4 separate regions of the Mus musculus genome follow, and all the other regions are linked to region 1. A link is a contact called in public Hi-C and promoter capture Hi-C data. All regions are on one chromosome and are shown on one strand. Each heading gives the region's core, a stretch centred on a gene start, on an enhancer-like site or on the middle of the called end of the contact. The rest is flanking DNA. Distances are from core to core; before and after follow the strand shown.

Region 1 (4,538 bases), core at 1,463-3,962:
GGTGGTTTGTCCTTGTATCTATTTCTTGCATGCATTGATTTGCTTAGAGCCATCTTTAAAGAGAGGGAAGAAGAGATGTAAGAAAGATAAAGAGGAAACCAGCATATTTAGTGCCAAAAGCACAGGGGAGGGGGGGCCGCGCTGGGGGAAAACACTCATGCTGGTAACACCGGTACTGGAGAAGCAGAGGCAGGATCAGCAGAAGCTTGTAACAAGTCTGGGTTACACAGCCAGTCTGGCTACAATGCGAGACCCTGCCTCAGAAACAAACACACACAAATAGCAGCAAAGTAAGTCCAGTTTGCTGGCCCACCCCTTAAGGGGATATTGCTATTAGCAGAGCACTTGCCCACAATGCTCAAGGCCCTGGGTTCAGTCTCCAGGATTACACACACACACATACAAAATGGTAGACGCTCACTATATAGCAGTTTTAATTCCCTAATATTCAAATGCCCCTTACAGACATAGGAGTAAAAAGCATAAACCAAGGGCAGTCCCCAGGCCCCAAGAATATCAGAGGGTAATGGTTTTCTTCCATGTAATGCCGGACAAAAAGTAGGCCCTTCTCTAACAAGTCCAAGAGATACTGATGCACTAGGACTCTGCAGCACATTAAAGAGGACAGAGTTTACAGGCACGTACTCTGAACATGTGACCCAAGTTCAATTACAACCTTGGCCAATTCCGTTCATTTTTCTACACTATCCATTCAGGTCATAACAGACATACTCAACAAAGTCACTCCGTTTGATTCTTTAACTTTTGTTAAAAAAATTTTTTTCAACTGGGAATTTAACACAGTATCTCACATGTGCTCTATCAAGGACTGCTACACCCGAGATGACTAACTTCTGGATTTCTATCTGCCTATCCACCCCATTCCTCAAAGTTAAGTGAATGTCTGCTAGCACCAGTTTACTCTGTTCCTCCCACACTGGCCTAAGAGCCATTGCCCAATCAAGTGCCTCAGGACTAGCTGTACTTGTCTTTTTGTTCTTGCTGTTAGACAAGGTCTCCAGTAGCCCAGGCTCACTGGGAACCCACTCTGTAGGCAAGGCTAGTAGTCTAGAATCCCATGTCCTCTGAGTGCTGTGATTCCAGCTTGCACCACCACACTGGACTGGCACTTGCTGCCGCTCAGGTGGCATGGCTTACACTCCCCAGTGAAGTGTACAGACACTGAACATATCCCCACCTTTAAGCCTTTGGTCAAATGCCATCTTATTTATATCTTCTTGAGCAAGTCACTAAAACATTCAGTGACTGGAACGCACACTTTATTTTTCTTTTTTTTAAGCTTTTATTTATTTTTTGTATATGAGTACACTGTAGCTGTCTTCAGACACAGCAGAAGAGGGCATAAGACCCCATTACAGATGGTCATGAGCCACCATGTGGGTGCTGGGAATTGAACTCAGGACCTCAGGAAGAAGAGTCAGTGCTCTTAACCACTGAGCCATCTCTCCAGCCTCCCGCCCACCTTCTGTCTTTGAAATTTACTCACTTGGCATTCCCCACACATTTGCTTTAATTAAAAAAAAAACCTTCCCTACCAGTAAACTTCATGAGGGAACATATTTGTTCCCTGCTGTACCCCAATACTCAAAATAGGGCCTGTAAGGGGAGGCACTCAACTGTTGGTTGACTGGGAAGAATATGAAGTCACCAGGAGATCTAGCTCCGAGTGACAGAGCATGTGTCTAGCACGTGCAAGGCCTGGGCTCAGTCATCAACACCAAAGAAAATAAAGGAAATAACTATGAAATACTTTCCATCTGTGTGAGACACACACAGCATTCTCTTTCTGAATGGGCAGCCCAGTTGAGTCTCAACAATAACAAAAAAAGGCTCATCGGAGCGAGTCCAAAACCCAAAAGACCTCTAGGCCAGCCTTCTTTCCTCTTTAAAACTTCATGTTTCCTGGGTTTCTCTTGGCCTTTATCTCTTCACACATCATTTCTTCTAAAACTGAAGCTTATAGGATACTCTAAATTTGGCTTTTATGATGTCAAACTATGGAGGCAATAGAGACAGACCAGCGTTCAAGAGCACCAGCTGGTCTTCCAAAGGACCAGGGCTCGATTCCCAGCACCCGTATGGCTGCTCACCTAGTGCCATGACACAACCCTCTTCTGGCCTCTGCCTGCACTGTGCACGTGCTGCACAGACGTCCAGGCTGGCAAAACACCTACACCTACAAACTGTTTTGTGGGTTTGTTTTTTTTAAGTTTTTAGGAGGAACAGAAAACTCAACAGATGTCTCCCACCTAGACCCCAACACTTCCGTTTTCTCTTCACGCCCCCACCTCACAAACTTGACTTCTCCTCCGCCACTTCCCCGGCTCATCCACACCTTCTTCCCCTGGGTTTCAGCGCTCTCTAAGCATTGGCCTAGGCGAGGGACGAGGCCATCTCTCCTCCAGCTCCTCCCACCTACCGCCGGCCTTCGCGCACACCCGCCCGGGTCCCCGGCTTCTGACCCAGCGGTAAGCCCCCAAGGATCCGAGAACCGGAGGAGAAAAGCAGGTGAGCCGCTTCTTAGGCGATCCTTGTGCGCAACCGGATAAGAGATTTTTGAACCACGCACCTCGCAGGCCAATGGAGCAGGCGGACGGAGTGCGGACAGGCCCGCAATCACCAAGCCCACACCACTCACACAGCCAAGCTCCTGGAAACGCAGATGCTACGCTCCAAGCGCGCCGCCATCTTGCGCAGCCAATCCGCGCCGTGACTGGACAGACTACTCTCGCGAGACTTTTGACTTAGCCTAAAGAAAGAAGGAACTATCGCGATACTTGGAGACGGCGGTGAGTTTTCACCCAGGTTTGGGGGTGTGGTCGGCCGGGAGTCTTCTTAGGTTAGCGGATGGAGAAGACCTCACTAGTCCGCTGGCATGCAGCTATGTGATGGAGCCCGGCCAGGAACTTGGAACTACCCTCCTCCCCTGGCCTTTCTGGGTGCTGGGATTACAGGGATGGGCTACCCCACCAAGTTGTAAACGTTTGTTTTCCTTTGTTTTGAATGTAGCTTTCTTCAGCTCTCCCCAGCCTTACTAAATAGTACTAAATCTAGTCTTGGACAGGAAATAGGAAGGCTAGATGGGTTTGATGGCAATTAACACTTAAGTGCACAGCAAATCTGTGTGATGACACAGTAGTTACAGATAAACCTGTGAGATGGGTAAATAACTGGTACTTAGAAACTGTTTTGGGTGGGATAGGGGACGGGGAAATGGCTACCCTAACAAAAGACCCAGGTTCGAGTCCCAGCCCCAATATGGTGACTCGAAACCAGCTGTAACTCTAGTCCCTAAGTGCCCTCTGGAAGGCACACGTGCACGTGGTGCACAAACATGGAGGCAAACAGCCATACACATAAAGGTAAACCTCTTTTTAAATTCTATTTTTTTTTTTTAAAGAAACTGATTTGGCTAAAAAAAGCATTGAATCTGGACTCACGAAGCAAAAGGATAAAATCCTGGCGTGCGTTTGTTTGTTTGTTTGTTTGCTCGAGACAGGGTTTCTCTGTGTAGCCCTGGCTGTCCTGGCACTCACTTTGTAGACCAGGCTGGCCTTGAACTCAGAAATCTGAACTCAGAAATGCCTCTGCCTCCCCACCAATAGGCATTTCGTTGTCAGTTTTGTACGATGTTCTGTTCCAGATTGGCCAAAGGGTGTTTTCAGATTGTCTGTGTCAGTCACCTGGAATTCCTGGAACAGTAGGACTGATCAAGAAATACTTTTATAGAGCAATGCTAGGCCTCAAAGGACGGGAATGCCTCCTCTGTACTCACTGAGGGCAATTACCTGCATAGACGAAGCTATGTGCTGCAGAAGGAACAGTTGTCTTCAGGGAGCCCAGTTGCTTCCCTCCACCTTGCAGACCAAGCAGAACAGGACCAAGACCACACTGACCTTGGCTACTTTATTAGCTATGCTAATACCCCCCCAATTGCCCTACCCCCAATTTTTCCTTCATTTAACCCTAAGTATGGTGTTATAGGCCTGTAAATCCAAGCATTTGGGATATTGAAGCTGGAGTATGAGTTCATCCTATACTGTCTATCAAGTTCCAGGCCACCCTGGTCTACATGAGACCTTGCTCAAAAAGCCAAAGCGGCAGTGTACCACTAGATCAGTGGTAGAATGCAAAGGCCTGTGTAAACTAACACCACAAAGAAGAGATAGATAGATAGATAGATAGATAGATAGATAGATAGATAGATAGATAGATAGATAGATTGATTTATGGGTAGATAGATGTATAGATTTATGGATAGATAGATAGATAGATAGATGTATAGATTTATGATAGATGTATAGATTTATGGGTAGATAGATGTGTAGATTTATGGGTAGATAAATTAGCATAGCCATAAAATGTGGGCTGTCGAGACACTTGATGGACAATCATGAAGACCAGAATTTGGACCCCAGTCTCCACATAAGGAGCAAGGCACACCTGGGGCTTATTCGTTAAAGAAAAGAAAAGTATAAGCTGCACGCTCACAGACAGACTTTGCCTCAAAGGAGTAG
Region 2 (4,662 bases), core at 91-2,590, 1.8 Mb after region 1:
CTTAGGGCATCAGTGAGCAGAAGAAAGGCTACTCTAGGAACTAGATACTCCCAAGAGGCTAGTACCACATGAGTAACTCTTTGGGCTCTTAGTCCCAGTCCCCCCAAATGGGGATTTGCAGAGCCCTCAGAACCACACAACACAGGCAGGCAGGGGTACTGGGCGTTCTCAGGCTCCCATTAGGACCCAACCCTTTTACTGATCTCATAGCCTCTAGAGGCTCTTTTTAGTGTGACTGTAAGTAAGCATGATGCTCCTGACATGTGACACTTCTGGTACCCAGCTACCTCAGACCCAGGGCAGACAGAGACACAGCTGTAAGCTTGCGTAGCCAACCAGGTATATAAAACCACCGGTACATGGCTAAATATATAGGACATGGGCAGTCATAGAATACCATGTTAGCCCACACAACACACATGCAAACACAAGATCCTGCCTGGCCTGCTAGCCTTTGCATGGTTCCCAGGCTAGCCAGATAGCTGAAGGAGACCTGTGCTGCTCTGACCCTGTGCCAGGGAAGGAGATGTCACACTTGGGAATGGAGACTACTTCCTGCTCTGTGTCTCCATCAAGATGCTAAGTGTTCAGAATCCAATTGTCTTTTAGTCCCCCAGGGACCTGGATTTCCCAGGTTGTCCTTTGTTCTGACTGGAGAGACGGGAACAGAGCCTATGTTCTGGCGAGTAAAATGAGGCATTGCTTTGTTTCAGTTGCATGAGGAAAGTTGGAGGTGAAAAGGGCTCTTGCAGGGCGTGCCACTCACTCACTAGAAGGGGCCTTTTACAATGTCCTCAGGACCCACAATGGTGTTGCCCCTTGGTCACCATGCACCCAGAGTAGCGTGTCCTATCCTGCATTGGTGTCTCCATCTTGACAGTAGGTTAACAGGGCCTATTCCTTCTTAAGGCATGGAGGCTCACCAGGAGAGCTTTCCAGTGCTTGGAGAGATGAAGGGTACCCCAGAGCTCTGAGGATTGGCACATGTAGAAGACTGGTGCCCAAAGGTGTTGGGAGGGGGACTTAGACTCACCCAATGACGTAGACCAGAACCACCAACTGGATCAGACGGAAAATGACTCCCACCTTCTTGTTTCGTACCAGCACCATCCGGGGAGTGTCATACTCAAAGAAGAAGGCTGACAGCTCATCCTGCAGCCGCCGAGCCATGGTGGGCCAGAAGGGGCTCAGAGACAAGCCCCCCGCACGGCCTCTGTGGTCAAGGGCAGGCTAGCATCTGTGTCTACAGAGAGAGCAGTGGAGTGGCTGGAGGCTTCCCAGCCCCTTAAGAACAGAGCAGGCCAAGTGGGGCCAGAGTTGGAGGTTCGTTGGTGGGATCTGGGTTAGGAGGGAAAAACCCAGGGTGATCAGAGCAGCTTTTGACTGCTGGCAGGCAGTGGAGTACCGGCCAGTGGTGCCCCGTGAAATAAATTCCCAAAGATAGACAGAGGCGGAGCCAGTGAGGCCACCCAGGCCCAGCCCCACTACCCCTCAAGGCTCCGCCTGGGCCCTGCTGGGCCTCCGGAAACAGGAGCTGCTCTCCGGAAACCACCATGGCCACCAGCCACAGGGCCAGAGATAAAGCTACTGGCTACCCCCACTCCAGGAACCTGACAGGACAGAACTGAAGGGTCTCGCCAGGACAATCCCTCAACACTCTACCTCCATCCCCACCCCCACAGTCTCAGAGTAGACAGTTCAGTCCTGGGGACCTGCAGGAAGATGAACAGAACTGATGTCAAGTCCTGTAGCCTAGAGCTACCCTTGGACACTCCCTCTTCGTCAGTCCCTTCAAGTCCAAGCTTGGTCTATACCCATTAACTTCAGCCTCAGGCTGGCATCTCTATCTGCAACCTTGCTCTCCCTCTGTCTGACCTGCTTGACTGTACTCCTGACACCACTCCCATCCCATCCTTACCACCAGAACAGACAGGGAGGTAGACATCTAGACGAGACTAGGGTCACCTATCCCTAGGGAGTTCTGAGACCCAGCTTGGAAAGCCTGATATTAGGCAGTTGTGTCACTTGTTGAGGGCTTGGGGGCATTGTCTGGCTTTTCTAAGTCTGCTTCTTGTAAAGTGGGACAACATAACACTTTCCCCAGAGTGAAGAAGCCCTTGGGGGACGGTCCCAGAAACCTCCAGGACAGAGAACTAAAATACACTGTTGAATTAGGGTTCAGGTCCAATACAACCCTTGCCTTCCTCAATAGTAAAGCAGACCCTGAGCATAGGGTCCCAAGAACCTGATCAGGCTGGCTCACACTGTGCACCTAGGGTCAGAGGGAAGCATTCTCACCCTGGCCTACTAGAAGAACCAGCCTGAAGCACAGGTCTCCTTGGTAACCTTCACTGCTCTGCACCCCCGGCCAAGCCGACCCACGCTGAGTGCTGATAAGGAATCTTCTTCCTCATGAGCTACTAACAGGGAGCGAATGGCCCCTGGGCCTGGCACCGAACCCTTATGCAAACTGGGCTGCTTTCTGCATGTCCCCTCCCAGCACCCAGGACCAGCCCCAACCTCTTGAATAGAAAACACACACACACACACACACACACACACACACACACACTGACATTCCAGTAGGAACTCTCTCAACTGTCTGACGCCACTGAGCCAGGGTGGTGGGAACCACATCCTTCGCTTTTTTTTTCCTAAGGAGTCAGAGCTTCAGCAGGCTCTGTGACCTTACCCTGACCCCAAACAAAAGGGCATGTCCCTCTCCCAGCTGACTTCACGTGCAGCTGTTACAGCAGTAGGCCCAGAAATGAATTGTGTGTGATAGGAATGGGTGGGTGCTAAGACTGAGCCATCTCTGTGCCCGCCCCGACGATGCTTACGCCATATTCTAGAGAGGGACCTGCTCCAATTGAGGGAGAAGAGAAAGGATGGAGAGAAGAAAGGAAAAGGAAGGCAGTCATTGTCCAGTATGTTGCTTCATGCCACAGCCGCCCTCTCCCATACTCCTCTTCTTCTTCCCCCACTTCACCTCCTCCCTTCCTTTCTCTTTCTTTCTCCTTTTCTTCTTTCTCCCTATCCTCTTTCCTTTTATGTTTCCTCTTCCTCCTCCTGCTCTTTCCTCTTCTTCCCCCACTCACTCCATCCCCAAGAAGCCAGGTTTATAGCTTGTTAGATACACCCTCAGGCCTGTGTCTGGGCATCAGCCCTGTTCTCAGTCAGCATGGCAGAGAGGGCCACCTGAAGGTACTGAAAGACCCAAGGTGCCACCAAAGGCACAACTTTCTTTTCTTGATAATAACCCTGCAGAATCGAGCCAACCACATGAGACTATAGGGGTGGCTCAGCCGGTGCAAGCACAAGGAACTGAGTTTGGCTTCCCAACATTCATGGGGGCTCAGCAGCATACATCTGTAACCCAATGCTGGACTGGTAGAGATCAGCAGATCCCTGGAGGTCATGGGCCAGCCAAGCTCAAATGTGGTGCTCTAAGGTCAATGAAAACACCTGTTGCAAAAAAAAAAAAAAAAAAAAAAAAAAAAGATGGGGAGAGGAAGACATCTCATGTTGACCTGCAGCCTCCACACACACATACACACACACCCCTCCATATGCACACACTTCCAGATATTCGAGTAACACACACACACACACACACACACACACACACATCTCTTGCACTGGTTCACTCTTAAGGACAGACATCTTTTGGCCCTAGGCTTTGTTAGTACAGGTGGAGAGAACACATGTCAGAATTCTACACAATGGAGTTCACTGGCCTTTTCTTTACTATGGCCCTATAAAGTGGATGCTAGAATGCCCATTATACAGATGCAGAAACCAAGGCTCTGGAAGTTGAACACCTGGTCAAAGGTCATGGAACAAGAAGTTCTTGAGTTTGCTTGTGCATGGAAGAGAGGCTCCCCAAAGTCTAAGGGCTTGGCTCAGGTCCCACCCGAAGACTCCAACACTGGAGATCTGCCAAGCCTGCCTTATAAGCCCAAAGGCCGGGTGGCCAGCTCCAGTTCTGGGCCGGGCCTTGTAGGGAGACATGGCCCTGCTGCCAACGACTCGGCCCCAGGACAGCCTCCCCTGCTTGGCTAAATTTAGCGGCTGTGTGGGTATGGAGGGGGTCAGTGCCCATCCTGGAGCCAGTGCCCAGGCCTGGAGGGCAGCCTGAGTCCTCAACAGGGTGAGTGGCATTGATTCCTACTTATCTTCTTAGTCACTCAGGGTCTCTGGCAGTTCGACTCCCACACTGTATGGGTCTGCCCTGGTGTCCTCAGGGAGTTACCCCAACTCCCAACTGGCCCTCTGATGCTGTTGGAACAAAGCTCTTGACCTAATAGTCAAGGGGAGGTCTATGGAGAAGGCTGGGTACCAGCCATGGCCCCAGGCCTGGCTTCTCCCCATTGTCTGAATTTTCCAGACCTCTTCCCTCCCACTGTGGGTCATAACTAGGCTGGCGCCTATCCTTAGTGCCCAAGGCATCGTGGTCTGCTGGTCCACCTCCATTCTTGCTGTGTCTTTCTCCGCAGACCTTTTCTGTCCAATAGTAAGGGGCTCTGGCTGACATAGGTCCCTGTTCCCAATTCCATTACGCTCGCTGAAGAGGCTTGTTTCTTGGTCAGTTCTCAAGGTTGCCACCCCTCTATAGCCATGGGCAACACAGGTTCACTTAACCATTTCTATGACTCTTTCTTA
Region 3 (4,458 bases), core at 1,039-3,538, 1.4 Mb after region 1:
TTGGTGTTTTATCTTAGAAAACAGAGGTGGTGGTAGAGACTAAATAATACTTGTGACTAAATGTCTAGAGTATGGTGTCTCATCATAAATTATCATTATATATCATTGTATACTTCATTGTACATCATAATCATTTCCCTGCCTCTTGTCATTCTTGACATCTATCCTCATGTCACCTCATACTTGGGAAAATACAAACAATACAAAATATTAGAAAACAGCTTGGTTGTTGGTGGCTCAGACCTTTAATCCCAGCACTCAGGAGGCAGAGGTAAGTAGATTTCTGTGTGTTCAAGGCCAGCCTGGTTTCTAGGGGAGTTCCAGGACAGCTAAGGCTACACAGAGAAACCCTGTCTTGAAAAGAAAAAATGCTGCTAGGAGTGTGTGTGGGAGCACCTTCTTACAGGCAAAGGGGGGGGGATGGGATAGGGGGTTTGCAGAGGGGAGACTGAGCAGGGAGGCAACATCTGAAATGTAAATAAATAAAATAACCATTTTTTTAAAGTTATACTTTTTTAAAAAAAGAAAACATTTTAACAAGTCAATCAAAAACACACAAATGTATTTCTTTCTTTCCTGCTTACAACCATAAATCAATCCCTTAAGTTTTGAAGAAAAAGCACCAGAGTAAATCTCAGTACATTTAATTTTACTCTCATCTCTACTGCTAACTATTTTGCCTTGACAAGCTTACTTTGCCTCTTTTGACTATAAAAAGAGGCTAGACGAAATGTCTAATCTCTTTAAACCTTCCTTCCCAAATGTTCCTATAAATTATACATGTTTTATGTACGATATGAAAAATACCAAAAACAATTAGATGCTGTTCAATACCTGCTGTACTTCGGGCTGAACTTTCATTTAGATTTCTCTTCATTTTCTTCTGTGTCAAAGCTTTTTGTATTTAGCACTTGACATTTACAGGATGAAGTTAACTAAACCTTAGAAGGAAGAAACATGTAACTCATAGTCATCAACAAGATCAACATTTCAATCAATTAGTGATGGACACTATGGATTAAAATTGTCAAATGTTATCACCTCAGGAACTGTTTTGTGAATAAAAATTTAAAACAGGCCCCATTTTCCCAGTTATGTTCAAACAAATTATGACATGGTTGGATATAAACTTGTTTTCTAAATATATAGAGAGTTTCCACACAGTTTAAGCAATTTATTTCAGAATTCAGGACCCATGATGGGAATTCTGAACCAAAGCTATAAGGGAAACGAATTACAGCACTGGCAAACTTACAGAAACAAATAAAATATTTTTCCATTGTATTTTTTTCTGATTTGAGCTTCTTAATATATTTATATCTTATTATAATTTATTTAATTCAACAAATGTTTGCCCATGAATAAAAAAAAAAAAAAAGGCCAGACACAAACCCAAATAATTTCTACTGCAAATCCACAGCCCAGTGAGCCAGACTGATGTTCACACAGGTAACAGTGCAATCAAAGAGGTAAACATTAGCGTCCAAATATCATTTGCAAAAGTAAAACTCAAAAACACTGAAACACCAGCTCATCCTAAGCCTAAGAGGACTTACAGAAGCTTAATACCTTAAATATCCTAAACCTATGGCATGTGAGATAGAATTCATACGACCCAGACTTGCCTCAAACTTCTGATCCTCCCATCTCTACCACCCAAGCGCTGGGACTGCAGAGGCAGGCCACTTATGCCTCGCTCACAAATGCGTGAAAGTGCACTATCATCTTCCTGGGCCAGTAAACTCTGATGATCTGAGCCCAGCTTCCAAGAGAACCGGTTTCAGCTGGACCAGGGGTGGGCTGATGGGAATGGGGTGACTGGGGTGGCGGGGGTACGGGTGACAGGAGCAGGGTGGTCGGGATGACAGGCGTGGTGGAAGCAGGGGTGGCGGAGGCAGAGTGGCGGGGGCAGAGTTGGAGGGACTGGGGTGACCGGGATGGCAGGGGCTATGGGAGCAGGGATGATGGAGGTGGGGTGGTGGGGCAGGTTTGGGGTCAGAGAGAGAGGTAACTATCCAACTCACTGCCAAGCCTGCCCTAAGATCACCGTGGCCTCAAGCAGAGGCCACACAGGGCCTCTTTGAGGCCTCCTTAAAGGAGGGGAGCGATTTTTCAGTCAAAATTCGTCTTCCCTTCCAACACCCCCCTCCCGCCTGACACAGCCACTCATGGGGCCGTTTTAGGTCAACAAACGGTATTTCCCTCCATGAATCCCCGGCCAACACCATGTACAAAGAGAGCCCTCAAGTTAACCTCGCCTCCTTCAGCAGGCAGCCACGCGGAACTTCCCGCCTCTGAAAACCCGCGGGAGGCTTTGCGCAGGCGCACCAATCCTGAAGCTCAGTGCGCAGGCGCTCTGGAGCACCTGCGCTACTAACCACGCAAGCAAGCGCGGGGCAGGGGTGGCGGGGAGAGCGGCGAGGGGGCAAGGCCTCGCGAGAGTTAAAGGAACGGGACCAACTTGCTGTTTTCTGCCCATAAAGGCAAAAGCGACGCCCTTTGCCTTGTCGCTTGTGAGGTACAAAGCCGGCTCGGGCATGGCTCTACCTCTTTAGCTGTTTTGTCCACAGACAGAAACCTGTTCTGGTTATGGATGAGGCAGAAAGAGCTCCCCAGCTCAGCCTTGCTACACCCCCGTGGCATCAGAAAATCATGGCCTCCCTTTCCCTTCCTCCTTGCCCATTTCCTAGACAAAAGTTTTCTAAGATGCTGCTGACATCCTAGACTGTGTCTAAAGAGAATCATTCCCAAGGCAGCAAAACAAGGTATGTCTTGCCTAATGTGACCACACGTCTGCCATGGGTCAGGCAGGAGACCTGTGGGAGAACTGAGACCAGTTTTAAAATGACTCCCAATCCAAAGTAGAGAACAGGCGGGCAGGACTGGTGCTGCCATTGTTAAGGAGAGCAAACGAGCACGTGGGCCACAGAGGTCTACAAAGGAAGCAGGGTGGTATGAGGCTCTGAGCTCCTCCCTATATAAGGAACAATTGGAGAGGTGAACAAACTCATTAAGTTGGTAGCTTTTCTTGATTTTTCTTCAGCCTTTCACATATGGGTAGAAGCCATTTTTTGGAATAATTTCAAAAAGTCTCATTTGTAATTCCCAGTTTCTGAATTCTTACAAAGCATTCATTTTTAACACTGTTGTTAGATTCACAGAGACAGCCTCCTGTCAAGAGAAGCTTCTGTCACAGAAGCCTGACTGGAAAACATGGGGAGTTCTTGGCTCTGTGACTTTGAGCATGTGATGTCTACATTTCCTTCCTTGATAAAATAGCAATAACAATATTTACTTAATTGCCTTAAGATATTAAAAGAGATATTAAATGGGTCCAGCACATAATGTGTGCTCAATAAAAGTTAATTCCTGCTTCCAGCGGTGGCTGCTATTTTGGAAGTATAGACTAGCTAGTTACAGTATAGCTACTTAGAATAGATATCTTTGCTAAAAGACCATGTCCTCTTATTTCCCTGTCTTCTGGCTATCCAACATAACTGAAGGGAAGTAGAAAGGGCTGCTGTGGAGAGATGTTTATTAGTAAATGCCTAGAAGAATACAAAAATGTGTTACTTTCTTTGTCAGTAAATAAGAGTGGTAGTGGACTGGATGACAGGATAAGGAATAAAATTTTAATAGGATCATTTTCAATATGGAAAAAGGCTTCAGCAAAATGTCTGGAAAAAGACTTATTCGTGCTTACCTAAAGCAAGAGTGTAAGGAATCTCAAGGAAGTGGAATTTGGCTTGATACATGCGTGCATAAGCATGTGTACAATACATAATCCCCCCAAAATTAATAATTTCTCCTTAAAAGGGCAAGGGATGGCCGGACGGTGGTGGCGCATGCCTTTAATCCCAGCACTTGGGAGGCAGAGACAGGCGGATTTCTGAGCTCGAGGCCAGCCTGGTCTACAGAGTGAGTTCCAGGACAACCAGGGCTATACAGAGAAACCCTGTCTCGAAAAACCAAAAAAAAAAAAAAAAAAAAAAAAAAAAAAAAAAAAAAATTGAAACCCTTGATTATATCCCTAGCACCAAAAAGAAAAAGAAACAAAGAAGAAAAGAAAAGAAATACAGAGTATCACAACTTTAACTCGAGTGAGAGGGATAACCTGTACTGCGTCTGTAAAGAATGTAGACATGCGCCATATGGAATCTTTGCTAGAAGTCTATGAACTCATATACTTTACCTGGCTCTGTTCTGGTTATCGTTCATCTCCACCCAGACTGTCGCTCAAGATGGATGACAGCAATAGAGCCACAGAGAAAGGATAGAGTTAGAGCTGTAATGATTGCCTGACTCCACATTATCTATAAGAACAGGGAATCCTTTTTATCATCTGTCCTAGCTACTTTTAGCTGTCAGCCTGACACAGCTGAGAATCGTCTGAGGGAGCCTCAGTTGAGGAACTGCCCAGATCCAATTGGCCTGTAGCCATGTCTGAGAATAAATGTA
Region 4 (4,486 bases), core at 603-3,102, 1.6 Mb after region 1:
GGCCATTCTGATCCTACTTACATCATCTTCCAACAGAGTCCACTGTCTTTAATTCATTGCATTTGTTTTAAAGGTATGTTTGTGTGTGTGTGTGTGTGTGTGTGTGTGTGTGTGTAGTGTGTGTGTGTGTGTGTATATATATATATATATATATATGTGTGTGTGTGTGTGTGTGTAGTGTGTGTGTGTGTGTATATATATATATGTGTGTGTGTGTGTGTGTGTATGTATATGTATATATATGAATGTATGTGTGTGTGTATATATACTGTATGTGTGTGAACATACATAGTATATATGTGTGTGTATATATGTGTGAATATGTATGTGTATATATTTATATAGTGTGTGTATATATGTGTATACATGTATGTGTGTGTGCACACAAACATGTGTGCCCGTCATGGGGCACATGTGGCAGTCAGGGGGCAGCTTTTCAAAAGTCAGTTCTTTCCTTCCATGGTAGGTTCTGAAGGTAGAATTCAGGTGACCAGGCTCACTCAGCAATTGCTATTACTGCTGAGCCATCCTGTGGACCCCTGGAGATGTACTTTTCTATCTTCTAGTTTTCAAAAGCCAGTGGTTGCAGCGTATAATCATCAGTCTGATTCTTTTCTAAAATGTTCATCAGCTTATCTCAGTGTCTCCCCACCTGCTCTGACAACTTTCCTCCAGAGATGCTCAGCAGGGGCTGGAATTCTTTGAGTAACCAAGTGAAATTATCAGTTTACTTGAACTTCAAAGGCATGAGGTAAGCCTAACGCTACGTCTCATTTCCAGAGCACAACCTGCCTAGGGGGTGGGGTCGGAAATGATGCCTGAACTAGAGGGCACAGGGTCATGAGTGGCGAGCGTGATAGTCAGGCCTGTGGTTATCACTTTGAAAGCAAGTCCTCTCGGCGCAAAGTACAAAAAGTGATGGGCGGATAGTAGAGGGATCCAGCGCCATGGTCAGGGGCCCCAGAAAAGCCGGAGAGCGGGAAGATCGGTGCCAGCAGGTGGGAAAGCTCCCTGGGCAAAATCTAACGGCTTAGCTTGAGCTGCAGCAGGCTTTGAAGCCCTAGAGGAAAGGGCAGCAGGCCTTGGAGGTCCGACAGACTGGGCAATCACGGGTACTTCTTCGCGGGAAGGTGTTGCCCGAGATGCCCCCAGGGTCGTCCCGGGGCGGCAGCTCCAGGGCTCTGCCTCACCTGGGGCCCGGCCACCGCGCTCTCAGTCTCTGCCCTCGCAGCCCGGGCGCAGCTCGCCAGCACCACGAACCCGGATGGGAGGCTGGGTGCAGCCTCCAATAGGGCGGCCTTCACGGACGTGGTGCCCAAGTCGATACCGAGAGTGACAGGTCGCGAAGCCATGGCAGTGGTGACAGCACAGCTCGGTGGCTTGAACCGCACGCCGGGGAACACTTCACTCTGGAGGGCAGTAAGGGGGCGGAGCTTCCTTGTCAATCTTTTAACCACTTCTATTGGTCGAGGAAAGCAAACACCACGCGCTCCCCACAGCGGCCTCCGGTGATAGGTGGAGAGACGACAGAAGGCGGGATCTATTGGTCAGAGGTTCCGGGACAGTGCCTGGGGTCCCAGGGTCTTCACCAGGGAGCACAGGGCTTCAAGGAGACAACAGAGACTTCGAGAACCCTGCTTCCCCTACAAGAGACTAGATCGCCCCTCACATCCGAGCCCCTGTCCCTGCCAAGGTGCCTATGCTCTTCCGCCCTTCCACCCTTCCCTCACCCCTACCAAGCGTTATCCTCCTGTATTCGTGAAAACTACAACTTCCAGAGCTCCTTGCACAGGGCTCGCGGCTTCAAGTCAGGTGGTTCAGGTCAGGTGACAGCTGGCCCCTCTTTCACACAAAGTCGGCGGAGCTCAGAGAGTCCTTACACTCCTAAGCGGTTTCTGGTGCGAGATTGTTGCTTTTGGTGAGGTCTGTCCACCAAGCCTGGGAAGCTGTCAGGTGAGAACCATCGCGACCGGGACAGCTACCCCCTTTTCTGGTATGACACCACCCACCCCAACAGACATTAGCCCCGCACCTCAGAGGGGCAACCTACGCTACCAGAGGGGCAGCGCCTGGGTTTCTAGCTTCTGGCCCCAACCCAGGCCCGCACATCTCTAGGTTTTAGGGCCAGGGTGTTGGTGAGCAAAAGCACGGACACCGACTGACAGCTGGTGTTGGTGGCACTATTCAGTATGTGGCGCCGCCTGAATCTGGCTTAGGAATGTGCAGGTAGGTAACTTGGGGTTGGGGGTAAATTCTGCTAGGACCATTCCAGGAGCTCGTGTTGATTCTCCCAGAGAATGAGAGGGTACCTGGATCTTGCCTTTTTCAATAATATTGAGGAAAATAACAATCTATGCTCTGTGAGAGCTTGCTGGGAGCCCTGGGTGGTAATAGTAATAACATTACCTCATTGTTTCTCAACTTTTTGTTATCTTACCAATCCACCTCAAACTTTTAATACAGCTGGTAAGCTCTATTTTTTTTTATTATGACGTTTGGGAGAGAGATAAGCAATTATTACAGCTATTTTTTCAGACCTCCAGAGCCTATTTTAGCCCCTTTGAGAATGTATGCCTTGTATTTCATCTCACTATAATCCTGTGGTGTAACTACCACTGTCCCTGTTTCCCCATTAAGAAACATAGGTTAATAAGTATTCCAGAATCATACAAGTAAATGGGAAACCTGGGACCTAGATAGTTCATCTCCAGGGAACATATTCCTTGTCCAATCTGTACTATCCCTTGAGGAATGTGGGTCTCCCCACTCTCATGGATTATGGCCAATTAGGTCCACGGGGGACAGGGGGCAGTGGGAGCAGAGACAAAGAGTGGTGGGCATGGTTTTGGAAGCCCTGTGAGTGGGTATGGTGAATGACCACTCCAAGACGAGCTTATAAAGTTTGGGGGACTGAAGGTAGGAACATCCAGGATAGTCAAAGGTCATTGGCTGAGGGCTTGAGGTACTGAAATGCCCCATTAGCATGGGGAAGCATTTCGGGAATCTCAGGTGCTCACCGAACAGGTTCTTATGAAAAGGAAGGGAATTGATCCTTAGGAAGGAATCTTGCTAAGGCTATGTGACAGTCATCAGGTAGAGGCCTGTGTTGGGGCTTCGAATTCCCCAGACAAGGTCAGAGGATGAGAAGTTCCACTTATGCCGAACCCATGGGCTATGCAGTCATGGTGGACCTCCACCTTAATTAACAGTTTTCCCACAGAGGAAGCTCCAGGTTATGGACCAAGAGCAGGACTACCTCAGACACCTGACTAAGGGAAGCTGCCACAGGAGATCTCTTGTGGGGGATAGTAGAGGCTCTTAAAAGTGTGCCATCTGATTGAGGTGTAGAAGATGGTAAACACACACACACACACACACACCAGAAGATGGGCATGGCAAGTCTTGTAACTTTGTCTTGTAACTTTTTACAAGCCTAGTTGTGTGTTTGACCAACTGATCTTTTTAGCATAGTAGGCGCCATCGGTTCTAGGTTTCTCCTTCAGAGATGCCTTAGCCTTTAGCACTGGGGAACATTTTGCTGACAGAGTGTTTGAGTTTCACTTGGAAGCAGTCCATATCTTCCAAGAAGTGATATTCATTTGTTTGTTTATTATATAGCATTCTGCCTACATGTATGCCTGCAGGCCAAAAGAGGACATCAGATCTCATTACAGATGGTTGTGAGCCATCATGTAGGTGCTGGAAATTGAACTCAGGACCTCTGGAAGAACAGCCAGTGCTCTGAACCTCTGAGACATCTCTCTAGCCTAAGGTGTTTTTTGTTTTTGTTTTTGTTTTTGTTTTAAGAGAACACTGCCAGTGTTGGTTGGTTGGTTGGTTGGTTGGTTGGTTTTCCTGTTAACTGGCTACAGAAAGCAGCTGAGGGAAAAGTGCAGGCTGTGTTCACATCCTCGGAGTAGGACTTTACACAACCCACGCAGCTGCTCCGAGTGGCTTTGCCCATTACATGAAACATAGATAGGTCCTCTCCGGGTCTCCTTCTCAGAGGTTGTGATGCCTGTGAGGTCAGAGGTGTGGAGGAGAAACCCTTTATGAACTGTCTCCCTGTCATGGGTCAGGGAGCATGTTGTCCATCAAGAGCTGAGCTAATCTAACCTTAACATGCCTCTCTCTTGCTCTTTCTTCCTCCTAGTTCTGAGAAGTCAGAGACCATGAGGAGGAATTGGCTGCTTATTTTGACCCTTTTTCTCTTGATGTTCATAGAGAAGTATGGTAAGTTTAAGACTGCCTTCTCAGCTTTGTAAAAATGAAATAGTGCAAAGAGTAACTTTTTTAATTTATTTAATGCCTCTATTGTATTAATAGTATATTGTCTCAACTTTTCATATCTAGGCATATTGTGATGGGTTTTAATTTTGTTAGGGATGTAATTTTCTTCTCATACTATTTATATAGTGTGATAATTTTTTTTTCAAGAACCAAACTTCAAGGATTATTTGTAAAGAGTAACCTCTTTGTCACCAAA

What was found. Promoter capture Hi-C pulls out the DNA fragments that hold promoters and counts their contacts. A called contact is a pair of places that touch in the nucleus more often than the background predicts.
Region 2: a contact with region 1 is called in a promoter capture Hi-C map of hippocampal neurons, with 10 times the contacts expected there. The contact joins the promoter of P2rx1 here to the promoter of Mettl16 in region 1. A contact is called at or near these places in 2 of 39 promoter capture datasets (hippocampal neurons and liver) and 1 of 115 datasets of contacts at active chromatin or transcription factors (embryonic stem cells).
Region 3: a contact with region 1 is called in a promoter capture Hi-C map of liver, with 2.5 times the contacts expected there. The contact joins the promoter of Spata22 here to the promoter of Mettl16 in region 1. A contact is called at or near these places in 2 of 39 promoter capture datasets (hippocampal neurons and liver) and 1 of 115 datasets of contacts at active chromatin or transcription factors (extraembryonic endoderm stem cells).
Region 4: a contact with region 1 is called in a Hi-C map of B cells, with 7 read pairs. The contact joins the promoter of Ctns here to the promoter of Mettl16 in region 1. A contact is called at or near these places in 2 of 39 promoter capture datasets (embryonic stem cells and hippocampal neurons), 1 of 484 Hi-C or Micro-C datasets (B cells) and 2 of 115 datasets of contacts at active chromatin or transcription factors (astrocytes and embryonic stem cells).

Annotation. Positions count from the first base shown.
Region 1 is chr11:74,769,037-74,773,574 of GRCm38.p6, reverse strand. Mettl16 (methyltransferase like 16) reads right to left here and starts at 2,712. Exons shown (of 10, transcript NM_026197.3): 1 at 2,591-2,712; 2 at 1-53. The coding sequence starts at 53.
Region 2 is chr11:72,995,823-73,000,484 of GRCm38.p6, reverse strand. It overlaps P2rx1 (purinergic receptor P2X, ligand-gated ion channel, 1), which reads right to left and starts at 1,340. Exons shown (of 12, transcript NM_008771.3): 1 at 1,034-1,340. The coding sequence starts at 1,170.
Region 3 is chr11:73,327,571-73,332,028 of GRCm38.p6, reverse strand. Spata22 (spermatogenesis associated 22) reads right to left here and starts at 2,288. Exons shown (of 9, transcript NM_001045531.1): 1 at 2,254-2,288; 2 at 835-941. The coding sequence starts at 877.
Region 4 is chr11:73,196,385-73,200,870 of GRCm38.p6, reverse strand. It overlaps Ctns (cystinosis, nephropathic), which reads left to right and starts at 1,852. Exons shown (of 11, transcript NM_031251.4): 1 at 1,852-1,953; 2 at 4,154-4,233. The coding sequence starts at 4,173. Shpk (sedoheptulokinase) reads right to left here and starts at 1,389. Exons shown (of 7, transcript NM_029031.3): 1 at 1,191-1,389. The coding sequence starts at 1,352.